Linked DNA regions of Mus musculus: region 2 is linked to region 1. The links are chromatin contacts, called in public Hi-C maps. All regions are on one chromosome and are shown on one strand. Each heading gives the region's core, a stretch centred on a gene start, on an enhancer-like site or on the middle of the called end of the contact. The rest is flanking DNA. Distances are from core to core; before and after follow the strand shown. Region 1 overlaps Gm20125 (predicted gene, 20125). Region 2 has its middle 81 kb from the start of Gm20125.

The links. A called contact is a pair of places that touch in the nucleus more often than the background predicts.
Region 2: a contact with region 1 is called in a Hi-C map of the C2C12 cell line, with 2.4 times the contacts expected there. The contact joins two enhancer-like sites. A contact is called at or near these places in 2 of 484 Hi-C or Micro-C datasets (the C2C12 cell line and nephron progenitors).

What each region holds. Positions count from the first base shown.
Region 1 is chr10:17,037,054-17,043,574 of GRCm38.p6, forward strand. All of the region lies in intron 1 of Gm20125 (predicted gene, 20125), which reads right to left. Among named protein-coding and RNA genes, the nearest start is that of Gm20125, 55 kb to the right of the region's middle. Within about 2 kb of position 1,503, at least 26 of the 459 cell types and tissues checked have an H3K27ac peak or open chromatin away from gene starts, as enhancers often do. A contact at or near this core is called in the C2C12 cell line, where this site is marked.
Region 2 is chr10:17,173,650-17,180,653 of GRCm38.p6, forward strand. No RefSeq gene overlaps it. Among named protein-coding and RNA genes, the nearest start is that of Gm20125, 81 kb to the left of the region's middle. Within about 2 kb of position 1,947, at least 30 of the 459 cell types and tissues checked have an H3K27ac peak or open chromatin away from gene starts, as enhancers often do. A contact at or near this core is called in the C2C12 cell line, where this site is marked.

The DNA of each region.
Region 1 (6,521 bases), core at 253-2,752:
CCATCATGACTCTCTCAAACACAAGGCCAAATCAAGCATCTATTTCTTTCCTAACATTTCTACATTTCTTAATATGGTTCCCTCAGAAGACTGGTGAAAAGCAATTACTTCAACAGAACTAGAAACAGAGATTCTTCGTGGTACCGAAGAACAGCTTGGAATTTTCTTGGCTCAAGTGGGAGCATCAAGTTCAGCATTTGCAAGAATAAACATTCTTTTCCACAGAGTGCATTTGGTGTCATAACTTGGCTTAATTCAGGGAATTACCCAAATGAAAGGGCCACTCTGTGTTTTCATGCGCTGCCAAATTAGTACAATCATTTAAAATGTTAAATAAGAATTTTTGAAAGATTTCCTGGAACCACTGAAATAAATACCTTGAAAGGCTAGGGTTTATAATTTATCTTGTGGTGCTAATGCTAAGAATGTGGTTATAAACTGGCACAATAAAATTTTCCTGGATGAGGATTCACATCTTTGGGACAGTTTCAAAGGGGACTGCCCAAAGACAAAAAAAAAAAAAAAACATGAACAGCTAAGGCTATCCAGCTCAATTGCAGGGTGTGTTGGGGTCTCCTCATCTACTGCAGAAGCATTACATCCATCCGATCGTGGGATGCAAATCTCCTTTCCAGGACCACAGGCCAAAGAGCATCCTTATTACTTATAACTAAAGACCTCTTCAGGGGTTGCCCATCTCTGATGACATCAGGGCTCTTCTGAGTCTAAGTGAGCCTTCCTAGCAACTTCTCAAGTTCTTCACACTTCAACTTAGTAGACAGGTGAATAATTTGGGCATTTTATTTGAGTGCCCTCGTCTCCATGGCCCTTGAGTAGTATTTTGACTAGTTGATTCCCAGATTTGCTTTTCAAGAGCTTCCCACCATTTTCTTCTGACAAATCTTCTTATACAGTGATTTATTACTTAAGCAAAACTCACTAGTACTCATTCCTCATGGAGTAAGAAACTGGCCACCAAATGCTCAGGTTTACTTATGATGATAACAGACATGTTTATCATCTCGTGTTAACAGCTTCCTGTTTGCAAGGTAACATCCTGTTTACAATGAGGAAAGCTGCCAGTATGCCTATGACCTCACTCCCATGAGTAAGGCAGTGATTCAGTGAGTTTCTTGCAAATTTTTGAAGAAAATGTTTTGTCTCCCTCCCGTCAACTGGCCAACATCATCCTTTTTGGTCCAGAGATCCCTCTACATACCTCCAGGGGCAAAGCTAGGACCATTTGCAATCTGGCCCTATAAATATTTAATAAAGACGTTGAGAGGAGAATGCCTAGAGATCCATCTGGTAAACTGCTGGAGACAAACCAGACATTGTGAATTAACTACAGAATAAGCCCATTATGTTGTCAGGGTTCGATAGCGGGCCAGAGAGATGCAGCTGATCCCACGTTTCAAGTGGAGGAACACTCTTATGGGAGTGAAGCAGGCACACAAGTGGAGGAACACTCTTATGGGAGTGAAGCAGGCACACGCGGAAGAATATCAAGTCTGCAACCACATGAAGCTAATTCCTCATGCAAATCAGTTGATGAAAGTCGGAGCACTCTGAAACAACACAGCTAACTGCAAGAACCTGCAGTTTTTAGCTAAGCCTGAGTGCTCTAGGTCTGGTTCCAGTTGCTATCCCTCAGGATCCAAAAAAAAAAAAAAAAAAAAAAAAACGATGCCAGGAGAAACACAGAAAGTACAAACGTGACGAGCTTGTGTTCTTTGGTTGCCATTCAGCTCTGAACTTTGTAAAACTGAATTTCAAGATAATCGTAGAAGCCAAATACTCAACCACAAACCAAACCACTGACATGCTTTCTGTCATGTGATGAAAGATACTACTTGTGTTTCAGAGAACAGAAAGTTATCAGAAATTCTGAAAAATGACTAATGGTTCAGGAAAAGTAGATGTGCCCTGGCTAAAGCACACACAGCTCTATTGATATGGTGAGTGATGAGGAACAACTGACTTTAGAGCTTTCACAGTTTCTCTCTTATATCTCCTTCTGGAAAAATTAAAATAAATGAATAAACTTGTGAAAAGTGCAAAGTTCTGCACAACAGATAACACTCATTTCTCCCTTTCATGAGTTTCTTCTACCCATACTCACAAATGTGGGGAAGAAAATTTCTTCAACTCAGTTCCCATAGTTTCAAAGATTGTGTCCTCTATCCCTCCTACTTTGTACCTAGCCTGTGACCCCAACAACCCTGCCTTTTAGACATGAAAGGGCATCTATTCCAAGAACCCCTTTAAGGCAGTTTCCTTAAGGGTGAGATATTAGACAAAATAGTGTTTGACTCTGAGAAAATAAAGCCATGACTCAAAGGTCAGGATGCACTCAAATGCATAATCCCTGAAGAATTGTCCTCTCCTCCTATTCCCTAGCCTCAACTTCCAATGTACACAGACTCAGAGTCAGAAATATGCATACATCATACATGAACAAATACACGTATGTGAACATACAGTCCCACTGACATGAATAAAAGCTTCCTAGGGGCTTCAGGTAAAGACAGGGACTCTAGTTACCTCTGGTATATTTCAAAGCAGCAGATGCGTGTACCCAGAGTGTCATACTTTCTCTGCTTTTTTCATATAAGCCTAGCCAAAGAATCGCCAGTAAATAATATATTAGCATCTCCTCAAGACTAAACCCATCATTTTACTGTATTAAAATAGAACAGTAGCCCAGTGGGAAAGGAACAGAATAAGGATCCCTATATCAAGATCACCTGTGTTGCTGTTTGATCCCTTTGTACATTTAAACTTGCCTACCTGAAGATTTATTGTTTTTGTACTATAAAGAGAAACATTTGCATTATTATAAAATATTGCATAGTTGGGAGAAATAGCTTAGTAGATTAGAGCAAGACCTGAAACTACTTCCTAGCACACATGTCTGGCATCTCACAGCTCTCTGTAACTCCAGATCTAGGGAATCTGATGCCACATACTGGCACTCGAACACTGAGGCACACACTTAAATATAAATAAAAAGGAACATTCTAAAAATATTACACCTTTCAGTTATGGAAGAAATTTTAGAAAGCAAGTCCAGAAGATAAGAGCTGATCACATTGGCAGAATGAATTCCTGCACCTGACAGCACATTTTCATTTCCTGGGCACACAGGCATTTAAATAGAAGCACAACCTTAACACATTACAATTTCAGGTTTTTCCTAAGGACTTAATGGAATAACTAAGGTACAGGATCCAGGTTTTTGGATGTAAATATGTGAATGTATTTCACTATAATAAAAGATTATTTTACAATCATTATAATGCATGTGTGTGGATAGTAAGGCAGAGACATAAGGAGGCTATTTCACATCACTAGACCTGGTCTGTCCCTTACAAGGAAACAGGAAATCAGAAAATCAACTTCTTAGGTGTTTTCTCATCCAAGCCTGTGGTTGTTACTCTTCTCCTGCTATGATAAACTGCCATGACCAAAAGTAACATATGGAAGATGGGATTTATAATGGCTTATGGCTCCAGAGAAAGAGTTAGTAATGATATGGGAAACATGGCAGCCCGAAAGCTGAGAGGGAGGATATTAATCCACAAAAACAAAATAGAGAGAGAAAACCGGAAATGTGGTAAGGCTATAAACACACAGAGTCGGTGTTGCAACACACCCCAGTGATATCTCCCATCCAGCAAGGGTATATATACATCCTAAATGTTCCATAATACACCCAAACAGTACCACCAACTGAAAGCCATATGTTCACAATATGTGGGCCTGTTGGAGACATTTCTTATTAAAACCACAATGCCTAAAAGGTCATAGGATTGATTATTTTACTTAGATTTCAGATTTCAGGAAACAGGGCATCAATAGCTATCTACACAACTTACAAAATCAAGCTAGAGATAAACATAGTAAACCAGAGAATAGCTACCAACAGGACTACACACCATGAATTGTAGCTTCACTAGCCCTACCTCACATTGCCCTCCAATCCTAGGGCACTGAGGTAGGAATAAGAGTATCACAGAGTTACAGCTGTGAGAGGAAGAGCTGGGATGACCATAGATATCCAACATTTGCACATCATAAATGAGAAAATTAATCTACAGACTTCACGCCATTCTTAAGGTTTCACAGCAATTTTATATCCAAGTCTAAACTGAAAAATGTAGTTCCTAAAAGTCAGGCTTTGTGATCGTCACATACAAAGCACGGGATTCAGGCCAGCAGCACCAAGAACTGATTGGAAACACAAACTCCCAAAGCTTATTCGCTCCTCCCACCATTTCTCTCAGTTTTCAAAGAATCAGAACCACCCAGCAATATATTTGTGGTGTGTCTGTGCTGGTGTGTTTCCATATAAATGGGGAAATATTTATTTAAGATAATTAGCTGACAACTTTCTTGCTCATAGGGAAGATTAGTGAACTCGAAACCCAGCAGAGTTCCCAGGTTTTGGCATTGAAATAGAATTATTTTTCTCTGAAAGTCTTGGTTTTTGTTGTTGTTGTTTGTTGTTTTGTTGAAGTATATTGCTGCTTTTTTGTTCATAAGACACTCAAATGATTAGATAAAGTACATCTGTAATAATGATCATAATTTTTTTACTTAAATTCAACTCATGGTGTGTTTTAAGTACTATAAAAGATCCTAATAGCAACACCTAGACAAATGTTTGGCCAAACTGCTAGCACCATATCATTATAGATTAATATAGTGATACATACACTTTATCACTCATGTTGACTAAGAATCAACGTTTTATAATGAGCTGTAGGTTATTCCGGGGAGCATGAAGGTTTGGATTCTTTTTTTGTAACTGAGGAATTTCTCAGAGTCCTGGCTATAATAGAGACATATCACAATAGTGTAAGAGAGTTTACAATAGTAAATGAGATTTTAATCTTTACTCTTTTCCAAGTTTAGGGAAAGAGATTTATTTCATGTCTATAAGGGAACCAGGACTCTGCTAGCTTCTCTGCCATGTTTATCCAGTGCTTCCAGCACCTGGCCCAAACTAACACTCTCAGTTCTAACTACAAATCTTTTGTATTAATTGGTCAAGAAAAGAGACAACAAAGTTGGAAACTTTTCATTTTGACCCAGAGAATTTACACACATTTCTTCTGCTTAAATCTAGTAGCTCAGGAATATGCTGTAACTAAATACAACTTCAGGGAAGACTGAGGAAACTAAACTGGAAATTTGGGTTTCTGTAATAACTCAGTTGTGTCACATGATGCTTTTCTGGAAGCTGTCTTGTGGGAGGGCATGCAATATCTTGCTGAAAACAGACACTTCAGAGGGCATGTGATGTTTAGAAAGAATATAAATAGAACCCCACAAACAGTGAGAGAACTCTTCCTTTGCTACACTGTGCAAAGCTTCACTGGTCTCTACTGGTCTTTGGTGAAGCCTTGCTGTTTCTGCAGGATCGTGCCACTGCTACTGATTCATGTTTGGTGTTTGCCACTGAACAGGACTGCTGGTATCCTGGCAATGGCGAGTAGAATCACCCCAATGAACTACTTCTAAATAGGTCCACAGCCCTGTTTTCCTATTGACCGTCTTTCTTCCCTACCTCTGGTTGGTGAGTTAGAAGGAAGGTTGAAGTGATTAAGACCCCTAAATAAAGTCGGTTTTGAAAGAAATCTAAGCCTACAATAAACAGTCATGAAGAATGGTAAATAATACAATGATGCCTAGGTAAGTTTCAGAATTTAGGAACTGAAAAAGAAGGAGGAGAAGGAGGAGGAAGGGCGAGGGGAAGGAGGAGAAGGGAGGACATATTTCAGGACAGCTAGCTATTTCCGTGATCTTTTTTTTCTAGCAGGTTCCTTCAGATAAGAGTTAGGATGAGTGGATAGGAAAAGGAAATCTTCTATTTTCTTCCATAGCAGAGTTGAGCCAAGTGCATCACTTTCATGGAAACAGAGAGAGGAAGCCATGCTCCAACAGTGCCTTCTTTCAGCATGAGGCTGCTTGGCTGGTGCAGCCAGCAGGAACTCTCCCTTTCCCAGGGAAAGGAGAGGTTGAGGAAAGGAAATTCAAAAGTCAGACCACTCACATCTCATTGCTTCCATTTTCTCCTGGTCCCCTGTGTATGACTCACTGTGCCTCTTTCCAAGAGCAAGAAGGAACATAAAGAGGAAATGAGCCCAACAGTCCTCCTCTTCTGTTTCAGTCCTAGTGATTCCCACAGCCCACAGCTGCGGAGAAGAGCACCGAGCCACTCTCAAAGTTCAGGCTAACCACAAAATTCCATGTTATTTCCTTTTCCAAAGCAGGCGGCATGTGTGTTTGGGGGTAACCAAACACACACACACACACACACACACAAGAATGTCTAAAGATGATTTTATGTAGAATAATGTTTGCAATGTTTGGGTAAGTATATTTTAACTAAGTGGTGTAAACAGCTTTTATATCAAAACTGCTTAATAACAGAACAAAACACTGTAAGTATACATCCAATTCTCAGTATTACCACTTCCTACACATTATAAACACATGCACAAATTCCCATCAGA
Region 2 (7,004 bases), core at 697-3,196, 140 kb after region 1:
ATGATTCAAATATTCTCTAGAGAGTCCTTCAGTCACAATCATCACTTATGAGTTATATTAGATTGAGTAAAAAGAATCAAAGAGGGAGTAGATGACCCAAAGCTACGATGTTAGTTACTATCAGAAACTCTAGGTACTTATTGCTCATCAGTCAATTAATCTAGGTGCCAGGAGGTCACATGACAGCACCTACAATTTGGATAACTGGGATGAAAGAAGATATGAGGAAGCTTACATTTCATAAGCCCTGCCTTGGAAAAGATATTACTCAGCAAATGCCTGTGACATTTTTACTTAGATTCTTCTGGCTGCAATGTATTCACCTGTCTACACCTAACAGCAAGGGGCATTAGAGAGCTTAGGAAACACATTGGTTTTACCACTTACCAGCTTGCAGCCATTGCTGTGGACCCTGTGATTCATTTGAACAGTTCATTTGTTTACCTCTTCCTCATAGGTCTGTTTACAGTATCTCTGGCACAACTAACTTCTCTCTGCAAGAGCTACTGAGAGCTCCTAGAGTTTGCTGCTGAGTGCGCGGGGTGTGTGTGTGTGTGTGTGTGTGTGTGTGTGTGTGTGTGTGTGTGTGAGAGAGAGAGAGAGAGAGAGAGAGAGAGAGATTCAAATCTCTCTCACTCACTTTCTCATTCTCTCTGTCTCAGACAGGTTTTTACTGCTAAAAGCCCTGAGGTGACCTCAAACTTAAACAATCCTCCTGCCTCAGCCTTCTGAGTTTTAAGATTACTGGTATGGGCTACTATGCAGGGATCCATATCTCTTTTGATTCGTCTCACAGAATCTCTTAAGAAATTTTTATGTTTTGTGTTTTATAATTCCCGATGTAGTGGAGTGCCCTGCTAACAAAAAGTGTTCCATTCCTCTGTATCTTGGGTGGGAGAGAAAGAGAAAGAGAGAGACAGAGAGAGAGAGAGAGAGAGAGAGAGAGAGAGAGAGAGAGAGAGAGAGAGCTACTTGCAGCCTAGAGTTCAATTTTCCCAAGGACAGAAAAACTGTTTTTTATATTCCACATGAATTACAAAGGACTATTAAGTAAGGCAAGTATTACAACTTTTGTTTCATTTTCTAAACCACAAGTAAGCGTCCTAATAGTTTTAGCATAGAAAATTGAAAGAAAAAAGACACTAATTTCAGCCTATTAAAAATCACTAGCCAGATGTTGTAAAAAGAACCACTAATGAAAGGTCTCTCTGGTGAGTCTGAAAGTTTCTTTATACTCAACCTAATGCTCTTTAAAAGAATATCACATTTCATTGACATACGAGGCATTTGAGTTGAATTAAAAGGCTTGAAAGACACCCTTCTCTGAATTGAAGTCTAAGAACTGTTTTTGATGTTTACCCATTTCCCTAGGACTCTTAGTTCCCTCTGCCATAAACTGTAATTCTTCCCAATTTGAATTAACGCCATTCAATGTTTTTAATTAGCCCCATAGTCAAGATGTTGCACTCCAGGTCCAGGTGAAGCTGGGTCAACAGTCACACTTGGAGTGTGTTCCCTCGCGGTGAAGCAAGCATTTAAACCATAGTTAAGTTAAAAGGCAAACTATGCTTTTTTTTTTGTCCAGAAATACAAAGTATAGTAAGACAAAGTAACTAAATAGTGTAAGAGGTCAGCTTCACAAAAACTTCAGCTGTCATCAGTTTCTATTCTAGATTCAACAACATAATTCATAGATACAATCTGGTAGAAATAGACTTATGAAGCCAGTAGCTGAGTCTTATTTAAATAGATGTGGCATAATTGTTAAAACCTTATCTTCACAAATAACTAAACATTTTCCTTCATTATAGTTTTTTCTTCTCAAACCAACTATGTCACCATTCACGTTTTCATTCTGAGAGCTATTGCTTGCAAAAGTTCTCTTTCTACTTATTCACAGCAAAGGAATGTCTTTCCCTACCCCCCACGATTCTGATACGATGAGGTAACTTTGAACATTTGTGTGCATAACTCATTCTCCTCACTCTGGGAAAACATGAGCTGCTTGGAGCAGAGCAGCAGATGCTAAAAAAAAAAAAAAAAAAAAAAAAAACCTCAACACTGAGGCTAACTGTAGGTTCATATGTTGAAGCAAAAGAGACAATTTAACATTTTCCTTTCTCCCTCACCTTCAGTTCAAAGAAAGGAGTCTATTCAGCTAATTGTGAAAGTAAGGACATATATATATATATATATATATTTCTTTTTGGTTTTTCGAGACAGGGTTTCTCTTCATGGCTCTGGCTGTCCTGGAACTCACTTTGTCGACCAGGCTATCCTTAAACTCAGAAATCTGCCTGCCTCTGCCTCCCAAGTGCTAGGATTAAAGGCCTGTGCCACCATGCCCAGCTAGGATATTTTTTAATCTAGGAAATCAGAAAGGAAAATGTTGAGGCTATGACAAAGCCTCAGAAAGGGGCAAATCATCTGCACTAATACTACAGAAGGCAGAGAATTTAAGATCAAAGATGAACCAACTTTGATAACATCTAGCTGAAGCTAAAATATTGATGGCCTGACTTTTCTAACAGTGTAGAATAGGTTCTGCCTAGGTGCTAAAAGACTCTTCTCTGGTTTCTGCATTGGTTTTCCTACGCCTTAGAATGAGCTATAGATTAAAGCGATAGTAAGTAAGATATTCAGTAAGAATTGCCTGTACTGAAAGCTCTCACAGGGAAAATGACAAATGCCAGGCCAAAAGCCAGAAAGTCACATGATCAATGCACAGGGAGTTGACAACTTTGAAACTGCTTGTCTCACCAAGAAAAATAAAAACAAAAGAAACCAAACAAAACAAAAAATAAACTAAAACAATACCAAAAGACCTAGGAAAGTCTCTTGCACACAGACATCCGTATAGGTTTCTGCAAACACTTATTTAGGGTCTGTGAACCATTATTATTTCCTCTTGTTCTCTCTTACCTCATACTTCAGCCCTGTCGCTCACAGCCTTACTGATTTTCCCTTGGCCTTTCTCTCCACTTTCCTGAGAATTCTCCTGACCTTTATGCATCTCATCATCTTGCACTTCCATCTTCCTCTTGTCATTTGTCCCCAATAAATATTTCAGTAGTCACAAGTCACATGAAAAGTGTCACTGGACCTATTAAAGCAAATTAATTTGGCCTATCGCCTCTCTGTCCAGGTGATACATGCTATGTTTTCCTGATATTGTGAGACATGTTTGAAAAGTTGACAAGTTTCCCAAAGCACAGGAGGCAATGTCTAAGGTTTCTAAGGTATATTTTTCATAAATATGCTTTTGCTCATGCCTACAGCATAAGGACTATCTACTTAGCAGCCCTATGGGTCAAGATTGTGCAAACTGATTCCATGTACTGATGATACCTGTAGTTATTGGGGTTTAATGGAAACCCACAGGAATTTCCAGATCCACGTCTCCCCAAACAAGAAATTGGAAGGGACACACGGATAGACATAGAAGAAAAGCACATATTAAGACAGAAAACACTTCAAAGAGATGAAGTAGGCAAGGCAGAAAGATTAGAAGCTCAATAGTCCATGTGCCCAGCAGACTGGGACATTTATCAGTCAGTTGCACCACACACACAGTGCTTTGTGTGCATGTTCTGTTGTAAGTGGGCCTTGGTGGGTGGGGTTTCCAGTAGTCCTCTCTGTCAATTGTTTTCTTTCATATGCTAAATTTGACCTCACTCCCTGCCCTTCTCCCCTGATACACTAAATTGAAATAAATAAAGATTACCAGAATCAAGAGCAAAATAAAATTAGGCCCAAATAAAATCTCAAATATGTTTCCAAAACCACTAACATTATTGAGAGAAAGAAAGAGAGAAAGGAAGGAAGGAAGAGAGGAAGGGAGAAAGGAAGGAAGGAAGAGAGGAGAGAAAGAAAAGTAAGAGAAAATCAGTACCTGTGGTGTGGTCAAAAGTTAAATTAATTTCCTTTTTGTCGTTAAAATACAAGTCAATAACAGCTCTCCAAAGAGGTGACCAAAATGGAAGCTTTTCTAAACTAATTGTGTTGTAAAACTATTTGATTACAAAAAAAAAAAAAAAAAAAAAAAGCCAATCAAACGTGTTCCAGAGAGCAGTTTGGAAAACTACACAGACATTCCATAGACATCATCATCAATGTCTTTAATCTTTATTGAACTGTAAGGCTATTCATTAAAATAGTGAATTAACATAAAGAACAGCTACATATATGAAACCCCATTTAATCACCACTCTCCAAAATGTGGCATGCCAAGAGTGAACCTAAGATTTATCAATGTGCATATGCATTCAGGAATTGAATGTATATATGAAATTCTTCCCACCATTTTCACAAATATACGTTATAACATAGAGGATATTTTGCTTTCCTTGTTAACACGTTCAAGCCTCTATAACAAAAGTCACAGATAATTAATTCATTAGTCACAAAGCAGTTGCATTAAAATCCTTTATTTCCTTCCTCATTCTAAGAAAACCCTGTAGAGGTTATCTCAGTTCAATTTTGTTTAAAAGTAAATGCAATGGACTAAAAACTAGAAATGGTGGCTTTGTGTCCAAGCCCTTAACTTACACAGAAGCCACACAAAGTAACTGCCCAAACCTGCTTTTACATTGGACTTTGAAAATTCATCTATGCATAACAAGCAGCTGATTTCCATCTTACTTGTCTATGATCAATTCTTTCTCTAATTTTCCATTTTATCAACCTCCAACCTGAGGCTCGTGATCTCTTTTAGAGTAGAAAAAAATACCTCTTCTGCAAGCATTGAAATCACTGAAGCAGCTCATCCTCACAGAATAAAGCTTACATATAACATGTGACACGCTGTAAGCCCCATGCTAGTCCAGAATAAAATAGAAATCATACATGAACTGAAATCTGGCATGTTTCTTGAAGCACAGCTCAAAGGTAATTCTAAAGACATTTACATTTAAAAGAAAGGAATTAATTTCTGTACCTTGAAAAACCATACATAATCTCTAGAAGTTTTGAAGCAGCTGAATTTTATTAATGGCAAAATAAAAGTGTAATTTGTATTTTTGTAATGTGAAAGATGCATTTTTTTTAAATTCAATAAACATGTGTTGATATCTGCAACTTTCTTTAAGGGTAAAATAAATGAGGAAGCCATCTTGTTTTCCACCTCACTGGCTCTAGCCTGCTATAGGAGATCACCATGACAACAGGAGCTGATTTGCCTGGTGTGAAGACAACAGTATAGGCCTCATTTCCTAAATGCATGTTTCTACTGAAGTAGAATCACCAATTAAAAGACTCTTTTCTGTCCTTGGGGGCTTTACAGATGTAAATGGAGATGGGAAGCTGGCTGGTCAGCTGCTACACCTCAAAATGCCTCCTGGTTATCAGGACATAAGAGGACCCACCTTTAGATTGTTGTAAAAATTTAAGCCTAGATGGTTCTAAATTATACTACTTTAATTCTCAAAACCAGTAGACTTGCTTGAAATTGTGAGCTACTGTCTTTCTTATAACTTGTTATAACTTTTAACCCCCCCCAAAAAGAAACGTGTACTGAATGTCTTTTTATGTCCTTATATTATGACATAGTACAGTTTTATCTTTCCATGGCACATGTGTGAATAACAAATATGGAACAGAATCATGAAAATTGAGGGTTTTCTTTTTATGATTTTTAAAATGTGAATTCAAAAGTGAAATTTAAATATTCATCTGAATGTATTTCTACAGAATGTCTTTATGATTTAAAGTAAGACAATACAAAGCAGAAATTTTTAATTACCCAAACTCAAATAACAGAATTTTCTTTGCATTTAGGAACTGACATTATTTTGACTTTAATTTGTTATGATTTTAAAAAGAGAACTGTGCGTGCATCTGTATTAGAGGACAAGAAACTAGAAAATGTAACTCAGATGTTTCTTAATAAACATAGCAATTTTTAAAATGTCAATCAATATTATTTTTATATACAATGATAAATAACTGTTTGACAGCTATCACCCTAAGGGATATGATTGTATGAATTTCTCCTTTTTGTAGTGACTTTATAGATGCATATTTCAGTTTTGACATCTTACTATCCTTCTTACAAATGCAATGCTATAAATACACAGGAAGTTGCTCAAATACTAGTGATTTTTATATTAAGGTAAAACATATAAGAAATTCAGCAAAATTAATTCTGAGAGAAAACTACACATTTCTATAAAAAAGCATATGATAATGGCATATGTTGTCAAATAGTGGCATTCAGAAATTATGTGCCCAGAATTCACAGCACACACTGGCAAATTTTCTAATGTGTGTTTGTGTTTAACTGTTTCTTTGTATAGCTAATTAAATGTTTGTTGCAAAGTCTCATGGGAGACTCATTTGCATATACCTTGTTATAATGGCTAAACACATTCTCCCTAAGTATCGCCTGATGAATAGATATTTCACAAATGCTTGCCATGGACACAACAACAAACTCCAAACACCTGTGATTATGACTGTGCTTCAGCCAGTGCGCTAGCTGCATAATTAGCCTCCTTCAGGAGTCGCTCAGTTGTTTATGAGAGGTTATGAGAACACCACCATATCTTAATTTTCAATGTTTAATGACTTGAATCCATACTTTAATGTGAATTCACACACATTATCAGATTTTAGGAGAAAATGTCCTATTAATATATAATGCCATATAATGTCAAGAAAAAGCCCTCTCGGAGTACTTCACAGGAAGTAAGATATTAGTAGCTGCCTTCCAACTTTAGTTAGAGAGTAAAACAGCATGCAGTAGCCCAAAAGAACAGAATGTAAGTTAGGAAGTCACACTAGCACATATATGAATGAAAGCTGCAAAGTTGTGATGTGTTCTGAGCTCTATAGACACCAGATGAAAGCGAACGCCTTCACTCCATTGATTTCCTATGAGTAATTGGTGGGTTAATTAATAAGCCCCTGACACATTCGAATAAAACCTTTTGCAATCCAAATACTGTTTTGCTATTTTTTCACATTATTTCTGAATCCTTTAAATACGTCTTCCTACATTTTTAACA